2 separate regions of the Mus musculus genome follow, and region 1 is linked to region 2. The links are chromatin contacts, called in public HiChIP or PLAC-seq maps. All regions are on one chromosome and are shown on one strand. The core of a region is the stretch at or near the end of the contact, and the rest is flanking DNA. Distances in the headings are between cores, read along the strand shown.

Region 1 (6,874 bases), core at 1,302-3,801, 78 kb after region 2:
CTAAACAAAAGCTCGCATCCACTCTCATTCGGGCAGCCCTATTTAAACACTGAGAGTCACACAGGAAGAAGTAAAGCAGAAGGGAACCTGTCGGGAAGATGGTTTCAGCAAGAGAAAGAAATAAGGCCCAGTTCATTATCTACGTGTGTGAGTCTGTCAAAAAAAAAAAAAAAAAGCTGGAGAGAGGGCTCAGTGGTTAAGATCTTTCTGCTCCTCCCGAAGGCCTGAATTCAGCTCCCAGCACCCACATCAAGTAGCTCACAATCACTTGTAATGCCAGTTCAAGGGTATCTAACACCCTCTCCTAACCTCCGCTCGCGCGCACACACACACACACACAATTTTAAAGAATATATATATGTATATACTTTAAATATATATATATGAATATATATGTATATACTTTAAATATATATATGTGTATATATATATATATATATATATATATATATATATATATATATATACTTTAAAAATAAAAGCAAACAAAGCAGTATACGGTTATGGGTATGTTCAATGGGTGTACATATGCTCTGTCAATCCCCACATTGGGGACAATAAAGAAAAAAAATAATGAAAACTGACAAGGGATATAACCATCACCACCTACCCAAAAGGAAAGCCAGGTCCTCTAAACTACAAAGTCACCTCCTAGCGCCATAACCTAAGGCATGAACTGCCCTTTTTCTATCTTCAGAGACCACACCACAGCCTTGGAATTGAACCAGCCAGCTGGGCTGGGTATTTCAATGTGACTGTCCTTGAAGTATTGCAGCACCCGTGTTTCCCATTTCCGAGAAGCTGGACATTGTTCTTGAACAGAAACACACTTGAAGCTACAGTGTAGATGCAGCAGAGATCACTGAAAACGTTGATGCATCTTTTGCTTGGCTTGGAGAGATATCAAGCATTCACTTGCCATCTGTAGATCAGTAATATTTTGATCTTTATTACTTTACGTGGCAATTGGGCAAGAAGCTCTATTGTCAGTCCCTACCTTTTCACATGCTGAATGCTGTTGCATCAGGACATGAGTTTCCCTTTTAAGCTTAGGCCTGTGATACTGAGCATATTGATTCTCCTTTATGAGCACAGACTGGAGTGAACTCTGTGCCCAATAGTGAAATGACTGCATTTAAAAAAAACAAGACAAAACAAACAAGAAAACCACTCAGAACTTCCTGCATCTGTTACTTTGTTGTGCTGGAGATAAACAGAATCTCCTTTATTAACCTCTGCACAATTTAAAAGGAATGAAAGCCCGAGTTTATCAAGTTCATGTTACTATCTTTATGTGCTGGCATTTGGCAATGTCTTCAGTCATTGTTTTTCATTATCGCTCTGGCTTTCAGAGCCTCCAGTGCAGTCACTTTGGCAAACTCGTGAATGCCAGCAGCCGTGTGAAGACAATGAGTGTCACTCTGTAATGTGACATGGGGAAATATTTTTCAATTTCCTAGCAGGTGCTGAGCTATGATTCTGACTCATAAAGGTGGTGATTATCTGTCTTTTCTGAAGTGAAGCAGCAGAGGGGAAAAAAGCATACTAAAACTAATGAAGAAAGCAAAAGTTGGGTCTGTTCTCTCTAGCTGGAGGATCTCTGGTCCTGGGAGTTGTTTTTCTCTCCTGTAAATGGATTGTTGTCTTGTGAAAGATAGCATCAGAGAGGATATTTGACTTTAGCAGGGACTGTTGGTGAACTGTATCCCTATACCTATGGACAATTCAAGAAAGATAAAAAGCATGAGGGCTTTATAGTGCTGAGTGTGGATGAAGCTTCTCGCAGACTGAAAAGAAATTCTTACCAGCTGCAGCACAAATACTGTTCAGAAAGGATTTTACATCAAGAGTTGTTTAACATCAGTATGCTTCATACAGGGAGGTCGCTGATCATATAGATGTGGTGTGTTAAGTAGAAACAGGAGTTGATTGATTCCTGTACAGCATGCATTGGTGATACAATGAATTAGACCCCATAATGGTTCTCCCTAGGTGTGGTGGAAGTGAAGGATAGGAGGGTGGTGGAGAAGGCTGATTTGACAGATGATATGAGAAGACCAGCTGACAGCAAAGGGAAGATGTTGCAGGATACATGTGCTTGAAGTATCAGAGGCCGGATACAGGACCAGAATATTTCCTCTATGCCTTCCTTCAGCATGGACATTATGTATCTCTATAAAATTTAGGAATCACAAACTTAAGAAATTATCTCTGAAGAGACAGCATTTATTTAAATGTCCTTGATCCATCCAGGGACCGGTAGCCTTATCAGTCAGTGGAGCCAAACTCCAGGCAGAGCTCAGGGAGTCATCTCCACAGCAAGGATTACAGCGGCCCCACCCATATCATCAGAGACATATAAAGGCGTCAGCAAAGTTCTCTTCCAATGGACTCATTTTTTCTCCAAAATTTGTTTCTTGCTTTCCAACTGCTTTGCTTAGTCTTCTGTAAGTAGATTTTGGGGTGTGGTCGCAGGAGGCCCGCCTGGAGGACTTCGGCGATGGAAGTGGGAGAGGCCCTATGAGTCTCACAGCAAGAATGAAGAGCCTCCTGCCTAAAGACGTTAGTCACTGGAAGTCATCCCTTTCTACCCACAGTGAGTCACAAGCCCCTCAGCCTCGCCTGTGGCGCAGAGGCTAAAGAACCAAAAACAGTTCATGCACATGTGAAACTACATTCGGGATGGACCATGACTGAAGGTCTGCTCCTGAGCTCAGCTTCCTCCAGCATCCTCGGGGGTGGGGTGGGGGTGTAGACCAAGCAGGAAAGTTCTTGCCCCTGTCCATCCTTCCCTCCCTTTGAACATCTTTCCCACACACTGCACACACCTTCCGACCACTGCAGCCAACAGTCTGCTTCTACCACCTGCATTTACAAGGCTTTTAACGTCTTCTGACCAGTCAGATATGCTGTTTATCCTCTCAGTTTCAACCACTGACTTCATTTAAGGTCATGTCCAAAAGGTGCTGTTTGCTACAGAGGGTCAAAAGTCACATTTTCTACTTTTTTTTCCCCTGTGAGTCTCACGCAGCAAATGCTCCTCTGTGTTCCTTTGACTTCCAAAGTTCTTGCTGGCCATAGTTTAACTGGATGCTTGCAGTCACACATCCACACGGTTCCCAAGCAGTGATTCTTAACCTTGTGAAAGTGCCAACGTTCTTTGAAATTGCAGTAGAAGGCAGGGCCTAGGCCCTCCTCAAGAGGACACATGTAAATATGTACAAGTGCTTCATGAAAATGCCAGGCTTCGCAGACCCTCTTGAAGCCTGTTCAGACAGTAACTCCAACCTAATGACCCCTGTTTAAACTCATTCTTCCAACTGTTCTGTGAGGTCATTGTATTGTGACCCATGGGAAAAACAAGGGCTGGTGAGTGGGACTCACCGCTGTCTGTGACTTGCCTGAAGTGGCTTCTGGCCAGGTTCCAAGTCTCCTCTGAAGCCTGTTTTGTGGACTTGTGTTTAGAAGAACAAAGCCAACACGGGAAGTACTTCTTCCAACAGGGTCTGCGTGTCAGAGCAGAGACTGGCATTCTTGGCGTTCTTGCCCATGTGATGATAGCTCCTGTCTGACTAAACCAACCTACAGAGTCCCACTTCGCCTCCTGAAGCAAGGTACCTTACCTAGGGTTAGAGAGACACATGTAAGAACAACAACCTCCTTGTTGTTGCAAATCTTTGACTTTCTCATGAGTAGTCCCCAGCTGTCTCCCCAAATCTGTCTGTACTGCCAGCTGGTCCATGAGGGTGCAGCCATACTGGGTCACTGTTGGGCAAGCAAGCTTTCTCTGTCAGCAGCCATGACTGTCATTCTCATGTCTTGACATAATGTGTTCCACACAAATCCTGGACCCTTTACTCAACTTTCCCCATGGATCTAAAGGCCTCTCTGTGTTCTAGCATGTGAATGATGTGTTGAGAAAGAGTCTCTGAAAGACATTGAGTGATGCTTTATGTAACAGCTCCAGTTTCAACTGTCAATACATGAGATTTGAAATGAAAATCTCCATGTAGCTGTTAATGCACAATGCCTCAGTCACTGCCTCAGAGATCCATCTTTTATTGCCTCACTGCAGGGGCAGGAGGGAAGGGGACAACTACCAATCCCATGGTTCCCCCAGACCCTGGACTGTGAGTTTACCACTGCCTCTTGGCCATCCTTGGGCTCAGCTCTCTGACATGACAAAGGATAATAGCGTCAAAGGAAATTGAGGAAGGTGGCTTTTTTCAAACACCATTTCCCATGTTTGAACAAATGTGTTTCATCACAACTCTGTCTGCTAGTAGGATGCTCTGTGGCTGACAGATGGCTTCAGCCAAGGAGACCTGGGTAATGACACTGGGAATTACCTCCCTGCACACCAGAACCATTTGTATCAGGGAATGCCACAGCACCAGGGCTCACAGCATCCTAGGAATGCACCTTCCATGCGTTTTCCTGAGTGAGTGGTTCCTGTACCACCATCCTCCATACCCTAATCCCATTAAGCCCAATCCTACTGCCTTCCTGGTGTCTCAAATGTGTTATTACACTATTTAAATATATATTTTTTCTATCATGAAAGTTAGTAAAGGTTCTGTGCTCTGGAGGCAAACGTTCCTAGTCCTACTGGTACAGTTCACCAGCAGTGAGGCCCCGAGGAATAAGTCAGAGGAAAAAGAGCTTTGTGAGCCAAAGGTCCTGGTTTGAAGGGTATGGAGAAGTTTCTCAAATGGTGCAGGAAAAGTGTTTCTGATATAAATATGACTCAAATGCACACAACACCATGGTTTATCTAAAATATATGTCTTTCATATCGGCTTCTTCTTTATTTTCTTTCCTGTGGTTTTCCTGGTATGACCCCAGACACTTATTAGTGTTAACCTCAAGATTACAGTTTCCCAAACAAGATATTCTTATTTCAAAGGGTGTAAGACCTTACCCTGTTCCCTTTGCCCCCATTCCCTTTCAACCTAATAGCATTTGACAGGAGGCAAATATTTTTGGTGAAATATTTGGCGAGGTGTGAGTTACTGCTTTATATTATATTAAAATGCATTGTGTAAGGGGAAATTTTATGGAACCTTCACTGGGCAAAGTCTCAGTCCTCGTATGCTCCTTCATCATTGGCTCTCAGCCAGGGGCAGTTCTACCCCTGGAGGAGATTAGCAATGTCTGCAGCTAGATTCTTGGGAGGAGAAGGTGCTACTGACATATTTTGGGGAGAGGTCAGGGATGCTGTTAAACATCTTAACAAAGCACAGAATAGCCAAGAATCGCCTAGGCCAGAAGTCAGGGTGCCAAGGCTGAGAAACAGTGAAGTGTACCACTTAAGGTCCCCCCAGCTTCTGCACAGCAGCCAAGAAATCTGTGGTGTTGCTATACATGTCTGCATGGGGGCAGGCTATGGAGGAATGCCAGCTTTTTCCAACTCACTTAAAACTCATACAACTGTATTGACTATCCAGCTGTAAGGGCTTATGGGGGGTAGATGGCCTTTAGTAATGGCTCCGTATTGCAGAAGCTTAGAGTCAGCAGAGGAGAGATCCAAGTGTGGACAATGGGGGCAGACAGGAGAGTGCTCTCAAGTCAACAGGGCTGGGAAAGAGGAACTCCAGGGAGTGCTCAGGAGGACATGCAGGCACTGGTCTTCAGAAGGAAGTAATGTCACAGGGATCTTCAGAGGACATGCCAAGGATGTGTGGAAGCCTGGGGAAGGACAGGAGCAAAGTACAGATGCTGTGCAGTAGGGAGACCCTCGGGCTGTCCTAGGTGCTCACCCATAACTCTGAGGGAAACTGAGGCCAGCTCTTGCTTTTACTGCACTTGCTTTTTAGAAATAATCGGCTGGCCCCAGGGCAGCCTGGGGGGCGGGGCCAGAAAAAGACCCCACCCACCCACTCCCAACCCCCACCCCAGCATACTCATTGCAATGAACATTTGCAAAGAAAGCTGTTTGGGCAAAAGGGTAACACTGTGTGACACACACTGTGACACACCACAGCTTCCATGGCCAGATATTTTGGTTTGCTTGTTTGTTTGTATTTATTATTTTATTTTTTAATTTAATTTAATTTTTATTCACTTTACATCCCAGTGAGAGCTTGCCTCCCTCCTCTCTTCCCAGTCCCACCCAGTCCCACAAATCTCTTCCCCTATGGGTACCACCCCACCCTGGGGCATCTTGTCCCAACAGGACTAACCACATCCTCTCCCACTGAGGCCTAATCAGACAGCCCAGTTAAAGGAAAGAGGATCCAATCTCAGGGAACAGAGACAGACAGCCCCTGCTCTACTGGTTATGGGACCCACACGAAGACCAAGCAGCACATTTACTACGAATATGTAGGGGGTCTAGGTCCAGCTCCTTCATGCTCCCTGGTTGGTGGCCCAGGTTCTGTGAGCCCCCATGGTGCCAGGTGAATTATCTCTGTGAGTCTTCTCGGGGTGTCCTTGACCCTTCCAACTTTCTCACTTCTATCCCCCACTCTTCCTCTAGACTCCCCTGACTCCACTTGATGTTTTGCTGTGAGTCTCTGCATCTGTCTCCATCTGCTGGTAGATGAAGCCTCTCAGGAGACAGTTATGCTAGGTTCCTGTCTGCAAGCATAGCAGAGGATCATTAATAGCGTCAGGGGTTGGCTCTCTCACATGGCATGGGCCTCAAGTTAGGGCAGTCATTGATTGGCCATTCCCTCAGTCTCTGCAATATCTTTATGCCTGCACATCTTGTAGGCAAGACGAATTTGGGGTTAAAGGTTTTGTAGGTAGATTGATGTCTCCTTCCTTCCTCTGGAAGTTCTGCCTAGTTACAAAAAGTAGCCACTTCAGTCTCAGTATTCCTCTTTGGTAGGAATCTCAGCCAAGGTCACCCCCATAAACTCCCTGTATCCTC
Region 2 (6,628 bases), core at 1,905-4,404:
AATTTCTGTTCTGGTTCAGTGTACTTAGTGTAACCTATGAGTCCTACACCTTTATAGGCATCACCTTCTTTAGGGTATGGAGATTTTCTTCTTTGATTTTGTTGAAACTATTTTCTCTGACTTTGAGATGGGTTGTTTCTTCCTCTTCTTCCTCCTCTTCCTCTTGCTCTTTCTCCTCCTCCTCCTCTTCCTTCTTCTTCTTCTATTCTTATTATTCATAGATTTGTTCTTTTCATGGTGTCCTGGATTTCCTGGATGCTTTGTGCTCGGAATTTCTTAGATTTAACATTTTTTTTTGATGGAAGTGTCCAGTCTTTTTATCTTAATCGTGTCTTCAATGTCTGAGATTCTCTCCTCCATCTTTTGTATTCTACTGGTGAGGCTAGCCCCTGAGTTTCCTGTTTGTGTTCCTAAAAATTTTATTTACAGATTTCCCTCACTTTGGGTTTTCTCTGTTCTCTTTCTCTCTTCAGGTCTTCAGCTGTTTTATTCCCTTCCTCCCTCTGTTTATGTATTCATAGATTTCTTTGAGGGATTTATTCACCTCCCTTTAAGGACCGCTGTCCTCTTCATAAAGGCTATGCTTCAGATGTGCTGCCGTGCTCAGGACAGACCATGTTAGGGTTGGATGCTGGCCAGTGCAGACACAATGTCCTGGATGTTTACTGACTGTGTTTTTATGCTGACATCCAGGCACCTGAACTTGGGAAGTTTGTAATTGTAGTTCCTGATAACTGGCCTTGTCTTTGTTGGTCGGGTGTTCTTTGTTTTCTGTTGCCCTCTCTGGTTCTTATGAGAGTGTGGTGGTTGTGTGTTGCCTGGTAGGAAATTCTCCTGGGAATCCTGATAGAGATGGTCACTGGGGATTCTGGGTAAAATGTGTTTCTAGGGATTGGGAGTTAACACTAGAAGAGGGTGTTGGAGGGATCCACAGAATGGAGGAAAGCAGGGTGGCCCACCAGGACCAGTTCACTCTAGTGGGACGAGGAGCAGGAGTGAGGATAGCCCACAGCAGGTGCTATAGAGCTCAAACCAGGGATGAGACAGGGAGGCTGGTTGGATTGGAGTGTAGAGGAAGGAAAGGGGGAAGTTCTGCAGTTAGCCTACCTGCTTCCTTGGCTTCAGTGTGTTTTGAGTTTTTAGTGATGCTTTTTGCTGTGCATCCCCCATGCCGTAGGTTGACTCTTCAACTTCCCCACTGGACTTTTTCAAAAACTTCATTTCCTTACTGATTTTTTCTCCCTTTTTTTAAAAACAAATTCTCCTCCAGTTAACTACTTTTTTTTTTTTTTGCCAACATTCTTATTTATATGCTAAATCAATTTTCTTCTTCCTTCATTTGCTAATCTGAGTCTTCTTTGTGGCCATTGGTCCTTTTTAAAAATAGGACCTTTCTCTTGCATCTCACCAATGTTTCTTATGGTTAGCTGCGGCCTCTAGTAGTGAGGAGCTGTGAGCACATCACTAGTGAATTTTCTTTCATTATCTCTGTTTCTTTGTTGTGCTTTGCATGTCTTTCAGGCTGGGTATGTTCTCCAGTGTTTTTATTTTTCTAGTTTCTTCACTGTTTTGGTTTCACTTCACATAGGTCCTCCTGGTAAGTCATCTTGACTTGAACTTACTATGCTCCCCACTGCTCTTCAGGGTGTAGCAACTGCAACCGCGGAGGCAAACTTTCTGGAGAAGACCGGTGCGTGCCCTTCTTTTGTTGCCCAGGAAGGCTCAGATGTATGAGACGCTGATCTGGGGAAATGTCGTTTATAATCACCAGTGATCTCTAGGTGTTTTCTTAATTAATAATTAAGTCACAAAGCAAGGAAAGAATGGGAAAGGAGCAAAGGTGACTGATGTGTGAACGAGGGGAATGGGCATGGGCTGGACGACAGGAAGTTAACTGAGTCAGCACTGTAGAGTGGGGAGAGGCGAAGGAAGGCGCTGAACGCCTGTTTGATTGAGACGCAGGCTAAAACAGAATAACTAAACAAAATTTAAAAATAATGCACATTTAAAACAAAGTAGGAAAATGTTGCCTCCTGGACAGACTCTTTCTTTTTAGCTCACCCCTTTTGTAGCAGGTTTTTTGTAGCAGTTTTTTTGTAGCAGTTTTTTGTAGTCTTTTGTAGCAGTTTCTGCAGCTGGGGGAAGGGCTGCTAGTCTCAGTAAGCCATCTAGTCACTTGGCATGTCCTTCCTGCCAAGGGCTTCTGCAGGAGTTCTCTTGTCTGATGCCAGTTACAATTTCATCTCTGATGTTTTATGCATCATTATTTCCATGACCCTTTCTGTGACTGTGGCTCTGTGAACTAAAAAGACCTGCCCACTCAGCCCACTCAACCCACGCAGCCCACACAGCCCACACCGCCCACTCCGCCCACTCTGCCCACTCCACCCTCTCATACTTGCCTTTTTCCCTCGGTGGACTCTTCCAGCCATGCCTAGAAGCAGTCTGCCGCACCACCAAATTCAGCAGTGCACGGCTCCCTTCCCATGTCGCCACCTGCTCAGGCCCTGTTGGAGCCAGTTCCTTCCCAGATGTTCACTGCAGGGTACTAATGGAGAATCCCAGTTTCACATCCACTTCACACTTAAGTCTCCACAGCCTGTGCTGCTCTTGCAGTCTGGGTACCCACTGTATATGCAGGCCTTAATGAACGCATCTAAGTATCACATCCCAACAGCCTGGTCAGTCTTTCTCCTCTTTGCCGTTCTTTATCCTTCATTTTTGTCAGGACAAAGTTATTTAAGGCCAAGCAATTTGTGTAATTAAAAAACAACAGCATCAGCAGCAACAACAACAAAAACCCCACCTACAAGGGGTGTACTTTTCTTGTCATATGTAAGATATAAGTTATGAGTCATACATTAAATTCACAGCACAGATGCTAGAATGAACCTTCTACAAAGGAACACATCTAACTGTCACTGCCTTCAAAACAAAACAAATACCCGTCCTTGTTAACATTTTCCTCTCCAACTACAGTTAAAGCCTCTGCCCCACCCATAGGATCAGACAATGTTTGTCTGTTTGTTTTGTGTTTCAACCTCATTTGGTTCTTGCCCATAACAAGTGTTCTCCTTTTTCCTTTGCTTGCTTTCTGCTTTATATTTTGTGTACGCAGAACAGAACTTATTAGTCTTCATGACACAGAAGATACTCATTTGTGACTCACACAAACAAGACCAGTCTCTAAACCAGTGGTTCTCAGCTGGGGATAGTTGACCCCTTTAAGGTGGCACGTCAGATATTTACATTAAGATTCGTAACAGTAGCAAGATTACAGCTATGAAGTAGCAACATAAATAATTCTATGGTTGAAGGTCATCACAACATATAAAAGGGACCACTGCTCTGACAATATGTCTCCATAAACATTTTCAATCAGAGAAAAACAATGTAACAAGTATGTAAAGTGTGCCTGAACAGATGCCATGATCTCATTACATGTATCTAACAAATGATAACAATTTATCTTAGTTCCCCCAAGAAATTGTTAAGGAAAACAAACTAAATAGACCCCCACACCCTTGTTGTACAAGAGCAAGGAAGGTCCTTAAGGTGGGAAATGATGACCTTCATTTCAGAGTAGAATTGGAAGAGATGGCTTAATTCTAGCACAACAATAGGTGGCACACAATGTACCTGTCACTGCTGTCCCTCCTGTGTGCCTATGAAGTCACTGAAGGCTGAGAGCCCTGTGCAGGGTTCTTGAAGCCATACTGTCTGGAACAAGCAGAGCCAGGGTTTGAAGCTAGGCAGTGTGACTTTAACACTCATACACAGCACCTCTGGAATGTTAAGTGTTGAATTGCTTAGAAGCTTCAAAGTTAGCTTGGGTTTCTTTATCTCTAACATTAAAAAAATTTTTAGAGCCATTGTTTTTTTTTTTAATTGTTGAAATTCATGTATTGTTCTTGAGATGAGTAATTTTTGTGACTCAGAATCATCAGTGAAGTCATCTTAACCCTTTAAAATTGCAATTCCATCTATGGCAAACTGCCCTGAACATGCCCCATCTCATCTGATGTTAGAAGTTACAACTATCAGATCAAACACTAGAAATTTAAAATTTTTTTACCCTGTGTCTTTGAGTGCCTTTATGCCTGTTTATTTTTTCCATCTTGCTACTTGAACCTTGACTTATATTTTTTCCTCCAAATAGCACTTTGAGCCAAAATTTAAGATTGCATGTATTTTCTTTATATTAGGAAACTTCTTTCTACCCTTTGAGGTGTATTTATTATTGTCTTCTCTGATATTATCGTATGCCTATTATTATACTTTCCAAGTGACTACTAAAGCTTTCTATCTTCCTATAAAATAGTTAACCATGAATACCTTTTGTATGTGCAGTTTCTCAAAGCCTTTCAGAATCACAGGATTCTTTCAAATGACTAATTACTGCAAATCTGGTGCCTGTGTAATGCTATCCAGCAAGCAGCTGCTTCATGTTGAAGAGAAGCTAAGAGCTCTTTTTGGTTTTGTTCATTTAAAATCATTTGCTTCTTATTTAATATCTGCAAAGAAGGCAGTCACATCATCATAGAATGTGCTGTTGTAAATTCTGGATTGTTTCCATGGGTTCCGCCTTACATCTGCATGGTGTTTAAAGCCACCGCTTCCTTTCTCTTCCTAGTCATTCAGGGCCTTTCGCCTAATAATCCAATGTCATGCTGAATGACAGAAAATTGAAGTTGAATTTATTTGACTATAGAGAAGGACTACTCAGAACAATGCACTTATTTAAGAACTCCTTGCCTCAGAAACTGAAGGAGCTGTTTTGTGCAGGTGGCTTAGACTCTCTGCTGCTTCCCCTGACTCTGTTCCTTTATTTATTAGGAACAGGAACTGGGCATTCTGCTTCTGGAAACAAAGGGCCCTGCCAGTCTACGCCAACCTTTAATAAGCCCGTGGGATGCGCACAGAGCATTCAGAATCCCAGAGACCATCCTATGCTTTTGTTTTTTAAAATATCCCTTAGCACCTCTTGATTACAAAAAAATACAACAAAAAAAATGAAAAGCAGCCATGAAAATATATAAATCATCTTCCAATAACACACCAGGGGCTTTTTACATTGTGAGATTTTCATAATGAATTGTGTTTCCTCAGCTCTATGTAATGCTTTTTTCTGCTTAAAGAAAATGCTTTACTTGGTAGGCACTGCTTATATTTCTGTTTCTGTTTACTTAATGTGACAACCTTCATGGGTTCTTGTTTTTAAAGGTAAAACATTCATTTACTTTACCAATATTCAGAGTTGTAAGACAAGTGGCAAACAATCATGGCGGCAGTGTCTCCTCTGCTGGTTCTACACTGTGAACCAAAGACTAACCTGTGTTTATTCTGAAAGTGAGAGGGGAAGAGAAACATGTGGAGAAAGAATAACCCTTTGTAAAGCGCACACTAGCTTTGTCATTATTCCTGGGCAGGGGTGTGTGGCATAGCCTGTTTTGTTTGGAACCTGGTAAATGCTGGAACTCTGATGCATCTGTATACTGAAATGTGAGCCTCAGAATACTTTGTTTTTATTTTATGTGCACTGGTGTTTTGCCTGCCTGTATGTCTAGGCAAGGGTGTCAGATCTTGGAGTTACAGACATTTGTGAGCTGCCGTGTCCTCTGGAAGTGCAGTTAGTGCTCACCTACTGAGCCATCTATCCAGCCTGTTTTCTTTTCCTTCCTCCCTCCCTCCCTCCCTCCCTCCCTCCCTCCCTCCCTCCCTCCCTCCCTCCCTCCCTCCCTCCCTTCCCTCCTTCCTTCCTTCCTTCCTTCCTTCCTTCCTTCCTTCCTTCCTTCCTTCCTTCTAATATAATACTTTTTAATGTTACTGAAATGAGCTTGATTTAGTGACTATTTTTAGCATACACTACTAATTCTCAGGTAATTGAGAATTAATTACATAAAATTTACATACTAACTAACAGTTCTCTGTGAACTGTTTAAAGCTAATCAATTTTAACTATTGCCTTAGAAATACTAACAAACTTTTATCACATGGACTCAGATCCACTCATGATTATATCCTGACAGAAGCACCAAGGAGCATCCAGCAAGAAAGCAGGATGGTTGTCTGTGTTGTTTGCTTAATGAAATTAGTCACAAGGGCACCACATTTGTCTTTATTCTTTCTCCAGTAATGCTTCTCATATTGTAATGTATATCTCTTTAATAGTTAAGAGACTGCAACTGGCCCAGAACAAGGCTTCTCTGACAAACAGTATTTGCTTGTGGGTTTTCTGTTTCAGGAGTCATCATGAGCAAGAAAAACTTAGGGATCAGGCAGAACAACTCAGTTTGAGCCACTTGGCAGCTTGCTGAATGAGCCTACTTTCCTCTTTCCATTTACAATAATCAAAATACCTGCTTTCTCTTCCTGGAAACTATGACCACAAACGAAGAAAGGCAGGGTGAGCGTAGCATCCACCAGTGAACACCCGCTCCTCCCTCTTCGGAGGGGAGCACCATGCTCAGCACTTGGGCATAGCATCCACCAGTGAACACCCGCTCCTCCCTCTTCGGAGGGGAGCACCATGCTCAGCACTTGGGCATAGCATCCACCAGTGAACACTCGCTCCTCCCTCTTCGGAGGGGAGCACCATGCTCAGCACTTGGGCATAGCATCCACCAGT

What was found. HiChIP or PLAC-seq counts read pairs in DNA pulled down with a chosen protein or histone mark.
Region 1: an H3K27ac HiChIP or PLAC-seq map of a colorectal cancer cell line shows a contact between it and region 2, with 4 times the contacts expected there. The contact joins two enhancer-like sites. A contact is called at or near these places in 5 of 39 promoter capture datasets (the 3T3-L1 cell line, 3T3-L1-derived adipocytes, the C10 cell line and 2 more), 4 of 484 Hi-C or Micro-C datasets (adipose-derived mesenchymal stem cells, brown adipocytes, granulocyte-monocyte progenitors and 1 more) and 1 of 115 datasets of contacts at active chromatin or transcription factors (a colorectal cancer cell line).

What each region holds. Positions count from the first base shown.
Region 1 is chr3:65,841,955-65,848,828 of GRCm38.p6, forward strand. No RefSeq gene overlaps it. Among named protein-coding and RNA genes, the nearest start is that of Gm25755, 74 kb to the left of the region's middle. Within about 2 kb of position 2,552, at least 65 of the 459 cell types and tissues checked have an H3K27ac peak or open chromatin away from gene starts, as enhancers often do. A contact at or near this core is called in a colorectal cancer cell line, where this site is marked.
Region 2 is chr3:65,762,852-65,769,479 of GRCm38.p6, forward strand. All of the region lies in intron 6 of Lekr1 (leucine, glutamate and lysine rich 1), which reads left to right. Among named protein-coding and RNA genes, the nearest start is that of Gm25755, 5.5 kb to the right of the region's middle. Within about 2 kb of position 3,155, at least 36 of the 459 cell types and tissues checked have an H3K27ac peak or open chromatin away from gene starts, as enhancers often do. A contact at or near this core is called in a colorectal cancer cell line, where this site is marked.